2 separate regions of the Sus scrofa genome follow, and region 1 is linked to region 2. The links are chromatin contacts, called in public HiChIP or PLAC-seq maps. All regions are on one chromosome and are shown on one strand. Each heading gives the region's core, a stretch centred on a gene start, on an enhancer-like site or on the middle of the called end of the contact. The rest is flanking DNA. Distances are from core to core; before and after follow the strand shown. Region 1 overlaps LOC110255736. Region 2 overlaps DUSP10 (dual specificity protein phosphatase 10).

Region 1 (5,697 bases), core at 633-3,132, 240 kb after region 2:
GGTTCCGTGTGGCCCCCCACCTAAGAGGTCTGACACCCAGAGCTGGTCACCTGCATCTACCCCTCCACGACGTCACTTACATTAGCCAACATGAAGAAAAAGAATACCAATAATGACCAGAAGAATACCAATAATGACCAGAAGAATGCCAGTAATGACCAGTGCAAATTTGCATTCACTAAATCTCATAGGCGTATATAATCATAACATGAAACCCCCAAATCAAAGATAGGGGAAAAAACAAGTGATGGCACAAAAAGGGAGAAAAAGCAGAACTCTTTATTTAATAACTTTATAGTTACCTGGCAGCTTTGAAATGTGGTTCTTTGGTTATAGCATTATAATATTATACTACTAAGTATAATATTAACTACTAAGCAAATTGTAATAAAACTGAAGTGTCCGGAAAGGGTACAATTTGTGCAATTATTAAATCGTACTGCTATTGTGTTGTTTCTTCCTTGATTTGATTTTCAGTTTTTAACTTGGTTTTTACTCTGGTTTTTCTGAAGAATAAACCAAGAAAATAAGTTACAACAGTGGTCCCACCACCATGATTAATTTTAGTAAAATGATTAACAGTTGTTTTAAAAATTAATAAGGTTATGGCATTCCCGTCGTGGCTCAGCTGTAACGAACCTGACTAGTATCCATGAGGACCCAGGTTTGATCCCAGGCCTCGCTCAGTGGTTAAAAATCCGGTGTTGCTGTGAGCTGTGGTGTAGGTGGCAGACACGGCTCAGATGTGGCGTTGTTGTGGCTGTGGTGTAGGCTGGCAGCTGCGGCTCTGATTCGACCCCCAGACTGGGAACTTCCATATGCCACAGATGTGGCCCTACAAAGAAAAAAAAAAAAAAAAAAAAAAAGAAGAAAAAGAAAAAGTTGATGTATTCTGAAAACTCAGCAGCAACTGCAGTTTCTCAGAACTTAGACCAACAATTTTTTTTTTGTTTGTTTTGGTGAAGTCTGTTTTCGCTAACTGGTAAAAAGAAACAGGCAGACTTGCAGTTGGTTGCATGGGCGTTTTCCCTTTTCTAGAGACCGTGCATGTCCCCTTAGTGCCTGAAAGGAAGCTGGCAATCTCCCCCTGCGTGGTCAGCCCTGGACCTGCCTCCAGCTGCAGTGAGGCTGCCTTGCATCTCCCCAGGCCCAGTGTCAGGGGATCTGAGCCCCCAGTGAGGGCAGGAGGGAAGGAGCGGGACTTTGGCGGGTCAGAGAGACCTTGGTGGAAGGAAATGAGAGCGGAGGTCTCTCTTGTCCCCGCTCAGTAGGACAGGATGGTTCCTGTGAGCAGGGCACCTCAGATGGTCCTCTGGGGCCAGGCAATGACAGGAAGGGGGAGTCTGGCGTGGGGCAGGCCTGGGGAGATGCACCCAAAGGCAGGTGTGAAGTCAGCTGCAGCCAGGAGCAGCCCTGCGGGAGCACTGGCAGCAGAGACCGCCCCTCCCTCCCCTTTGGCCTGGAATCTCGCTTTTACTATTTTGCTTTTTTGAAGGAAAGCAAAAGGGAAGGAAGAGGAGGGATGGGAGGGAGCGAGAATGAACAAACGGGAGGAGGAAGGAAGCAAGAGGAGGAGGAGGAAGAGGGCAGAATGAGCAGAAAGGCCTGTAAAGGCTGCACCAGCTCCCGGCCGCCAGCTCTGACCGCTGCTGGCCTGGGTGCCCTCTCCTCTTCGAGGCAGTGTAACCAGTCCTCCAGGGGCGAAGGCTCCCTGGGTAGCAGAGAGGCGAGGGCGCATCCAGCACTGCTGATGCGCGGAGGCCCTTTGGGCGCTGCTGGCCTCTGGCTCCCGCTTGGGAAAAGGCAGACCCCCTTCCTCACCTAGGACAAGCTCCCCATCCACGGGCGGCTCGGCTTCTCTTCCTGCTCCCGCTTCGCAGCGCCAGCTGCACACGAGCTCACGCTGCGGCACAGCCGGCCAGCTAACAGGCCAAGTTCAAGGGGCCCCCGTGGGCCGCCAAGAGCAATTTCCCCCCTGTAACTGGAGCAGACAAGCTGCACGCAGCTCGTGTAATATTTTCACCAGATGCCGTATTGAAAGAAAGCTGCTCCATGGGGAAAACCCTCCAAAGACTTTTCTTTGTAAACAGACCTGATGATAAAGACATGCTAAGTCCTGGAGCCCAGAGGCTGTCAAGGGGTTTACACGATACCCATTGCTTCTTATCTCCCAGGCACCGCGGAGTTGAACATAAGCTAGAGCTAAGCGCTAAATTCATTAGACACATGTCAGCATCTGTCTGTCAGAAACCAGAAGCTTTCCCTGCCAGTTGGGCCACTCCCTGGTTTAGGGAAAGATTGAAAATTGTCCAGCATATTTTCTGAGGCTGTTAGAAAGGCCTGGGTTTCACGGGTTTGAGTTCTTTGCTTTTACCCGGCAGAAGTAAAGTGCAAAAGCCCAGATGTAGGTCATCTGAAACGTGTTTCAAAAAATAAATTCAGGAGTTCCTGTGGTGGCTCAGCAAGTTAAAAACCTGACCAGCATCTGAGGATGTGGGTTCGATCCCTGGCCTCCCTCAGTGGGTTCAGGATCCGGCGTTGCCGTGAGCTGTGGTGTAGGTCACAGATGCGGCTCAGATCCTGTGTTGCTGTGGCTATGGTGTAGGCCGGCAGCTGCAGCTCCAATTTGACCCCTAGCCTGGGAACCTCCATATGCCACAGATGTGGCCCTAAAAAGAAAAAGAAATTCACACACACGCACAAGAAAGACCGGGTGAATGAACACCGAAGTGTTTATGATGATGTTATCCGTAGACGGTGGGATAAAGGACCACTGATTTCCTTTTCGTGCAATTCTATTGCGTAACTCAGGTGGTCTATGACGAATATTTACTTACTTTGGTCACAAGAGGAAAGCAATCCACACAAACTCTGACAAAGGGAGCATACATGATGTATTAGTTTGCCAAGGTTGCGATGACAAAGTGCTTGTATTGGGTGACTTAAGAGCAGAAATGGGAGTTCCCATCGTGGCTCAGTGGTTAACGAATTCGATTAGGAACCATGAGGTTGCAGGTTTGATCCCTGGCCTTGCTCAGTGGGTTTAGGATCCGGTGTTGCCATGATCCTTTGCCGTGAGCTGTGGTGCAGGTTGCAGACGTGGCTCAGATCCCACATTGCTGTGGCTGTGGCGTAGGCCGGCGGCTACAGCTCCGATTCAACCCCTAGCCTGGGAACCTCCATAGGCCACAGGTGAGACCCTAAAAAGACAAAGGAAGAAAGAAACTCCCCAGAAGACAACCTGCTGTGAGCTGAGGTCAAAAGAATGACAAGCTCCCTGGGCAGGTGGCAGGCACATTGCAAATACCGGCACAGAGGCAGCAGTGCCTGGAACCAGCCGATGGAGAGGCTGCAGCCTGGCAATTAGGAAACAGCCAGGCTACCCGTGTCTAATGGGCATCTGAGCCAACCCAGGGCAGCCATCGCTGTGACCTCGATGTTCCTGAACGTTCCAACACTTTCTAACATGGAAAAGTATTGTTCCCCCTGCTCCCCCCCCCCCCCCCCCCGCCAGCAAGGACATGCAAGACAGAGGCAAAGTCCCTGGCATCAGACAGTGTTTTCAGCTAGGGTCATTGAGGCCCCAGCTGCGCTGTTCCAGACAGAAGCTCTTGCAGGCAAGTCAAAAGTTGCGTACCATTTATTTGCGTGGACACAGCAAAACTCTGCAATATGCCAGCCCCACTACCCTCTGGCTGAAAATTCACTGTTTCAGAAGGCAAGAGTTACAACACCATTAGAATGTGCAGTGCTTCATTATGTGGCGGTCATAATTTCCATGAAAATATTGAGAAACGGAAGCAAACATCCATTGGAATAGATTTTGCAATATGTGAGAACAAGGAAATACAATTAATTTTCAATCATTTGGTTGTCTCGCTCAGAGGAAATGAAAAAAAAATCATTAAATTTTTCCTAAGAAAACTCATGTGTTCTGGGGCCCAGAATTAATAGAAATGCTTGCAATAATTTTACCCAGGTTTCTAAGCCTGGACTCTGCAAACCCTTGTAATTACATGCGTGCGTATATATGCTTTGTTACGGAGAGAAACTGTATCTTTGATCAAAATCTGAAAGGGGTGCACCATGGATCTAGTGCTCAGAACCTTTAGTTTATGGGAAAACAATGACACATAATTCACAATAGAATAGTTGCGGAGTCTTGATCAGAGTGGGGTCTCTGCAGTCTTTCAATAGCATTACATTTTTAGGAAGAGTTTGGGGCCTCCGTGAAAGGTTACCCACACTTCCCTATCTGACACTGTCCAGTAAGAATCCGGATAAATCTGTCATTTGTGTGGGGACACAGAGGGGCCCAGGGAAAGCAGATCTGATTGACAGAAATGGGCAGAAACTTCCAACCAAATTATTCATTGTGTAAGCCTTTAGGTCTAATTTCTCAGTCTCTTAACATTTAGGGAATGCTTCAAAGAGGCTAGAAAATTGGCAGTGCAGCATTTGTCCTCATGGGCGTTTTTATTAAATTAAAAGCAGATACATAGTCCCACACCGAAATCAGCTAAAGAAAGCTGCTCTCTACTGCTTAGCTTTCTGTGAAAGACTGGCTTTGAATTACCTTGATCCATGTCGAATTGTCACACCTCCCTTCAGCATCCATCGCAGCTTCTAGGAAGCCTCAGACACAGAATCAAGCCCAAGTACCACACCAGCCCCCAAACCCAAAGCGATAGTAACAAATGATCCCAGATTCTTATGTTGTTGATCTCAGCCCTTGTCTAGAGCACATGGAGTCAAACTTGCTTTTCTTTCTTTATTCAATGACTGCACGTAAACCATCTTGGAAATTAGGTCAGGAGCTTAGGTCTTCCTTCACCCCGGCTAGCCTGCACCATTCCCAAATTCTCAGGGTAGGAAGGTCTCCCTGGCTGACTCTGAAAGATGCTTATCTCTAAATATGTGCATCACTACATCAGACTTTTGAAAACCTTTTACAGTAATCGTGAAAAAAAAAGCTACTAACATTCATTGCACGAACCTATATGTCCAAAAAAAAATATGCTGAATACATGCATGAACATTTCAGTTAATCCTAACAGCTTATGAAGAGGGGATTTTTTATTCCCATTTGACATGGGCGGAAACTAAAATTTAGAAAATCAAAGAGCATAAGCTTAACGAAGCAGACCTGGAATTTGAGCTGAACTTCAGAGGCACTTGTCTTTCCCACGTCACTGCCAACCAGTACAAAAAACATGAACGCCTAAGCTAGAAATTTTCCTCAGATGTGGTCCATGTCGGTAGTGGGTTTTTAATTGGAAGAAAAGAAAAACTTAGAGACATTATAACTTACTGGGATACAGAAGAATTTAACCATCAACCTCAGTAGAACTAAGTTTGTTACAAACCCACATTTAAAAGTCACTGTTCATTGAGCATTTACTAGGCACAGTAATAAAACCGTTGTGCAAGATATTTTTTGATTCAGGTGCTATCTCTAATTCTTTATTTTGAGACGATTTCACATTTCAGATGAGAGGAAACTAAATAAATGTTAAGTGATTTGACCAAAGCTATTTAAGCAGTGATCCAGCTCCGCATGTGAACATGTACCAGTTGCCACACTTCCCGTACTCTCTCTGTGCCTTGTGTCCACCCACGCATTTAACCTGAGTGAGCTGAGCACAAATAACTGCCCCTCACCCTCCATTCCTGGAACACAGGGCAAGGAGTGTCCAC
Region 2 (5,834 bases), core at 1,660-4,159:
TGAATGCCTCTCAGAATGCAGGCGGGGTGGACGCAGGGACTCGAGGGGCCGCCAGAGAGACCCCCAAGTTCCAGCCCCACGTTCCCCCAAAACTGCCAAAGTGCAGATCTCCTCTTGGTTTCTCTAGCCCTCCTCGTCTAAACGGCACTCACTCTCTCTGCGCAGACCTCCTGGGTCCCCGGGAGAAAGACCCACACTCAGCTCCCCTCTGGGTTTTCTTAACAGACACACCAGCTATGTTAACACGTTTCACTTTTGAAAACCCTTTGAGTTCCTGTTGTGGCTCAGCGGGTTAAGACCCCAACTAGTAGCCATAAGGATGCCAGTTTGATCCCTGGCCCCACTCAGTGGGTTAAGGATCCAGTGTTGCCACAAGCTGTGGCTCGGATCCCGCACTGTTGTGGTGGCGGCCACAGCGCAACTGGACCCTAGCCTGGGAACTTCTATATGCTGCAGACGTAGCCATGAAAAAAAAAATAAATAAAAAATAATAGCTTTTTATCTGAGAGTAAGCCTCCCAGACCTTCAGAGACTTGAGTGATAGGCTGAAAATGCCCCTTTCTTCTCCCTCCACCCCCGTCAGGGTCCACTGGGAGGAGATGGATGGTAAACATATAAACACACAAATAAAAAGGTAATGATTAATGACGATAAAGGCCGTGAGATGCCCTTCGGTGCCTGGGTGCCATGAGGGGGGACTGATTCGATTGGGGTTCGGAGAAAAAAAGCTCTCTGGGCATGGGAGGGAGGGAGGTTTGGAGAAGTGGTGGAAGAGGGGGCCCCCGAGGACAGGCGAGGCAGAAAGAGCCACAGCAGGGCAAAGTGGGGACACCACTGAGATTGGGATGGCTCAAAGGGACAGTGACAGTGCGGAGGCAGAATGAGCGGAAGACGGGGCCCAGAGGAGGAAAGGAAACTGCAGAGGGTCTCTTAGGCCATTTAGCAGCTGGGTTTTACTCTAAATTCAGTGGGACGCTCCTGCATGGGCAGGAGCCTATAACACTTGATCGATATGAGTTTGAAAAGCATAAGGAGAGGAGTTCCTATCGTGACTCAGCAGTAATGAAGCATACTAGTATCCATGAGGATGCGGGTTTGATCCCTGGCCTCGCTCACTGGGTTAATGATCCTGCCTTGCTGCAAGCTGTGGTTTACGTCACAGACGTGGCTCAGATCGGGTGTTGCTGTGGCTGTGCTATAGGCTGGCAGTTGCAGCTCTGATTGGACCCCTAGCATTGGAACTTCCATATGCTGCAGGTGTGGCCCTAAAAAGACAAAAAAATAATAAAATAAAATAAGGAGAGAACGAGAGAGCCAGAAAAAAGTTACTTTATCAGAGGGTGTGATTTACCTATATTCCCCAACCTGGATGAAATTCATACCCTTTCTTGTGCAGAATTCATGTTTTGCACCTGCTATGGGACTGAATTCACATGCTGAAACCCTAACCCCTAAGGTATTTGGGGATGGGGGCCTTTGGAAGATGATTAGGTTTAATGAGGTCAGCAGGGTGGGGTCCTCACACTGAGGGTTAGTGCCCTCATAGGATGAGACACGGGAGAGCTTGGTCTCTCTCTCCCCGTCTCCTACTAAGCAAGAAGGTGGCCATCTGCAAGCCTGGAAGAGCACACCAGAACCTGTGCACCCAGCACGGTGACCTTGGACTTCCAGCCTCCAGAACACTGCGAAAATAAATGTTTGCTCTTGAAGCCACCCAGATCATGGTGGTTTGTTACAGCAGCCCCAACATACAAACAGGGAACCACTTTTAATACCCAGGCTAGCTTACTTGGTAGAAATACAAATTATAATTCTTACATTTGAAGAACCACACCAAACCTGTGGACTGCCTGAGAATCTGACCCTTGGGAGCCAACCCAACCTGATACCATGTCTGAAAGTCAAGCCAGAAATGGACCCGAGGTCAAGATGTGTTGGTGCCTAAAGGATGGGCATGCTCATAAGGGGCAAGCCCACAGAATCTTCCCAAACCTTCGTTTCACGAGCCAGCTGCAAGCCCAGGAGCCCCCTTCGTCCCAAAGACACAGGCCTCTTCATCAGTTACACCCTCCCTGCAGCATCTCCCTGGGGGGAAGAACAGCTTAGCTAGAGAATGTCTGGGTTTGGGGGCAGCCACTCAATACCATGTTAGGGTTGCAGCTCCTGTCTTCACCAAAAAGCTCAATACCAGGCAATCCATCAAGGAGGATTAAGGGAGGGGAGAAGAATCCATGAGATCATACTGGAAGGCTGGAGAGGGGAGCCTTTACCAGGAGAGTGCCATAAAACATGAAGCCATATGCCCCCCAAGGGCTCAAGCCAAGCTCTGCATGACTGTTTAATTCCGTGAAGAGAGGGAGAACATTCTTTGCTTTGCGGTGCCGGAGTTTAAATAGTGAAGCATTTTGCTAAACCAACAAACAGAGGAAAGCCAGGAAAGCCAGTCACTAAACAGGCCCCCTGAACAAAAGGAACACTCTTGCCTAATCATCCACCTCCCCCAAGGACCGACATTTATCTTAGACCCCAAATTAAACACATCACAACTTCACAGCAAAAGTATGTTTCCCAAGGGGATTTAAGTAGAGTCCAATTAAATAAATCTCTAGAAATATCAAGAGCAAGCCTCAAGAGAGAGCATATTTCTACCGTGAAACATTCCCATTGGAAATTACGTGCACAGAGGTCATCTGGAAACATCCATGGCAGGAGGAGGGGAGGGAGGGCAGGAAGCAGGGCAGGGTTATGGAAGGGTAGCCCAGATGGTCCCTGTACTGCACTGGCGCAGGGAAGCTCCCAGCAAAAACGGCATGTGCCTCCCGCCCACTGTGAATGAAAGCCCCATGTCCAAACAAACAGCTTTCATGACGATGTGTTTTAGTATCATCTGGAGGTCAAAGGGCGGTAGCTTAGGGAATTCAGGAAGTGGCAGGGGACAGGATCAAGTGTCAACATCAAAATGTGGATTGTTTTCCTGAATCAGAGTTTTCTGTTCACAAAAGGCACAGCAACACCTCCTCAAGTCACCGAGCGGAATTCTGTATTTGGCAAGAACATTCAGCAAGTCTGAGCATCAAGACTACACGGCCAGAAAGAGCAGGCGTGAACACTGCCCCACATAGAGATTTACCTGTCCAGCCCAGCCCCACGGTCAGACCCTCGAGGGATGGCTGAGATTGGAAAGGCCAGCCTGAAGCCAGGGGAGGCCTCTGCGCGCTGACAGATACACGTTTGTATCAAGTGAAAAGCGATCAAGCGATCGTGTCCCCAGAAATGTACCACCTTCTGGGATGAAGGGGAAGAAAAATCCACCAAGAGGCCAGTCGGGCTTGGAGTAGGTAGGCTTGGATCATAGCTTGTCAATGTGGACTTGAGGCTAAGTGGCAGGCCAGCCAAGCAACGGGTCAGTTCAACCTGGGACATGCGGAACGGGAGAGGTGACCTGGGATGAACCCCACGTCTGGCACAGTCAGATCTCCCAGCCACATCCCCTGGAAGCTATGCCTAACGTTGCTCAGGGGGCTGGAAGTCCTGACAGCAAGGACTCTGGGGACATAGCCCTACGGCCTGCACCGAGGTCCTACTGGGGACTGGTTTTGTGACCTCTCTTGCCACTTCTAGAAAATCAGGGGTTTGGATCTTCTGTGAATTTCTCCAGCTCCAGCAGGATGTGAATAAATTGTATATTGATGGACAGTGGAGAAGAAGAGCCCCTGTCCTAGGCCATGAGAGGCCAGGACCTGCCTCCCACCTCAGGGCCTTTGCACATGCTGTTCCCTTTTCGTGCAACCCCCTTCCCTACATCTTCACTAGGTGATTCAGACCTCAGCTCAAACAGGGTCCTCTCAGGAGGCTCTTCCGCAGTGTCCAAGGATAGCGACCCTGCTACTGCTCTTTAATTAATAGTGTGAAATTTTAGTTTCACGATCACTTATCAAAAACCACTTGTTACCTCCTTCATTTGTTTAGTGTTATTGTTAACATATGGACCCCAAGAAAGCCAGGCGATTCTCCGTCTTGGAGGAAGCGCAGCATCACTGCCCTGGGGCTCGGCTGGCCTCCGCCCCTTCCAGCCCGCTGATCTCGGCCACGTCCTCGCCTCCTGCACCCTAGCTTCCTCATGTGCAAAATAGGGCCAATAGCAGTACCAAGAGGCGCCCAGAGTCACTGCCAGGACTTAATAAGTTATGAACAGAACAGTTATGAACAGAAATGATAAGTAGTCACCACTCAGCACCTAGAGCTAGGCCTGGCTCGTACAGCAGGCACTCGATAAATGTTTCAAGGTTAAATCAACTTGGGAAGGACGTGACAAAGGGCCACCAGTCAGGTGTAAAGTATGTATTGTGTGTCGCTCAGCATAAGCCTAGGAATTTGGAAGTGTTAAAAAAATTGTTTAAATATATATAGTCTCTGAAGATAAATCTAATGGGAGAGGAGTTCCTGTTGTGGCTCAGCAGTAAGGAACCTGACGAGTATCTACAAGGATGCAGGTTCGAGCCCTGGCCTCACTCCGTGCGTTCAGGATGCAGCATTGCCACGAGCTGCAGCATAGTTTGCAGATGCAGCTCTGATCTGGTGTTGCTGTGGCTGCAGTAAACGTGGGCAGCTGCAGCTCTGATTCAGACCCTGGCCTGAGAACTTCTATATGCTGTGGGTGTGGCCCTAAAAAGAAAAAAAAAAAATCTAATGAGAGAAAAGGGTTGAAAGATCATTAAAGGAAACTTAACCAAAAACACCTGAAAGGATGTCATTCTGCTGTGACTCATGCAGGGCAGGTGCAGGGCCTGCCAGGAGAGTTTAGCAGGAAGGCTCCGAAATCTTGTCACTGCTGAGGCTGGAAAGGCTCATGGAGAAGAGGCAGCCTGCAGGAGTGACAGGCTTAAATGTGACAAACAGCCATGCCCGGCAGCGAGACCTGGGGTCCAAAACAATTCACACGTGGGGACCTTAACCCTTTCTCCACCTCCACGCCTCCTTCTAAGACACCCTATGTAAGAAGGGATGGAGAGACCCACGAAGGAGAAGAGGATGCTCAAGAGGGAGCACGAGCCTGAGGGAGTCAGGGAACAGGAGGAGGGACCCCCCTTGCCCTCAGGTGTCCATTTCTATACACATTTATTAAGCACCAAATCGGGCTGAGGGCACAGTACTGAGGGTACTGCCCCGGCCAGCTGGCCCGCCCTGGAACACGGCGAGACAGCTGATGGATGATTCCAGCAGCATGTTCACCTCCCCTGGATGAAGGCGTGGAAGGCAGGGCCTAAACTCAGGAATTCTGGGTTCCTCACTCACTAACTCTTAAGTACCCTAAGTTACTTAACTCTGAGACCATTTGAAAACACAATCATAAGGGAGTTTCCTTTGTGGCTCAGTGGTGACAAACCTAGCCAGTATCCTTGAGGACACAGGTTTGATCCCTGGCCTCGCTCAGTGGGTCGGGAATCTGGTGTTGCCATGAGCTGTGGTGAAGGTCGCAGATGCGGCTCAGATCTGGCGTTGCTGTGGCTGTGGTGTAGGCCAGCAGCTGCAGCTCCAATTTGACCCCAAGCCTGGGAATGTCCACATGCTGCAGGTGCAGCCCTAAACAGACCAAAGAGAAAAAGAAAAGAAAGAAACTGAGCAGTTCTGCAGAGCAAGCCTGGCAGAGCAGCGGTACACAAAGTGCCCAGAGCCAGCCCAGCTGGGTAGAAATCAAGCCATGGCAAGCGTTTCGAGCGTCTTCTCTGATTCCAGGACACTTTGCATCTCATTCCCGGTTTTCACTGGTAAAGGCATTTCCCCTGCATGAACTACACAGCTCAAGCTGGTCTTTTCTTAGAAACGTGTCTTCC

Evidence for each region. HiChIP or PLAC-seq counts read pairs in DNA pulled down with a chosen protein or histone mark.
Region 1: a contact with region 2 is called in an H3K27ac HiChIP or PLAC-seq map of skeletal muscle. The contact joins two enhancer-like sites. A contact is called at or near these places in 2 of 47 Hi-C or Micro-C datasets (both in skeletal muscle) and 1 of 2 datasets of contacts at active chromatin or transcription factors (skeletal muscle).

What each region holds. Positions count from the first base shown.
Region 1 is chr10:11,118,314-11,124,010 of Sscrofa11.1, forward strand. The region is part of intron 5 of LOC110255736; the gene reads right to left. Among named protein-coding and RNA genes, the nearest start is that of TRNAT-UGU, 190 kb to the right of the region's middle. Within about 2 kb of position 1,883, at least 19 of the 83 cell types and tissues checked have an H3K27ac peak or open chromatin away from gene starts, as enhancers often do. A contact at or near this core is called in skeletal muscle, where this site is marked.
Region 2 is chr10:10,881,337-10,887,170 of Sscrofa11.1, forward strand. The region is part of intron 2 of DUSP10 (dual specificity protein phosphatase 10); the gene reads right to left. Among named protein-coding and RNA genes, the nearest start is that of DUSP10, 22 kb to the right of the region's middle. Within about 2 kb of position 2,910, at least 9 of the 83 cell types and tissues checked have an H3K27ac peak or open chromatin away from gene starts, as enhancers often do. A contact at or near this core is called in skeletal muscle, where this site is marked.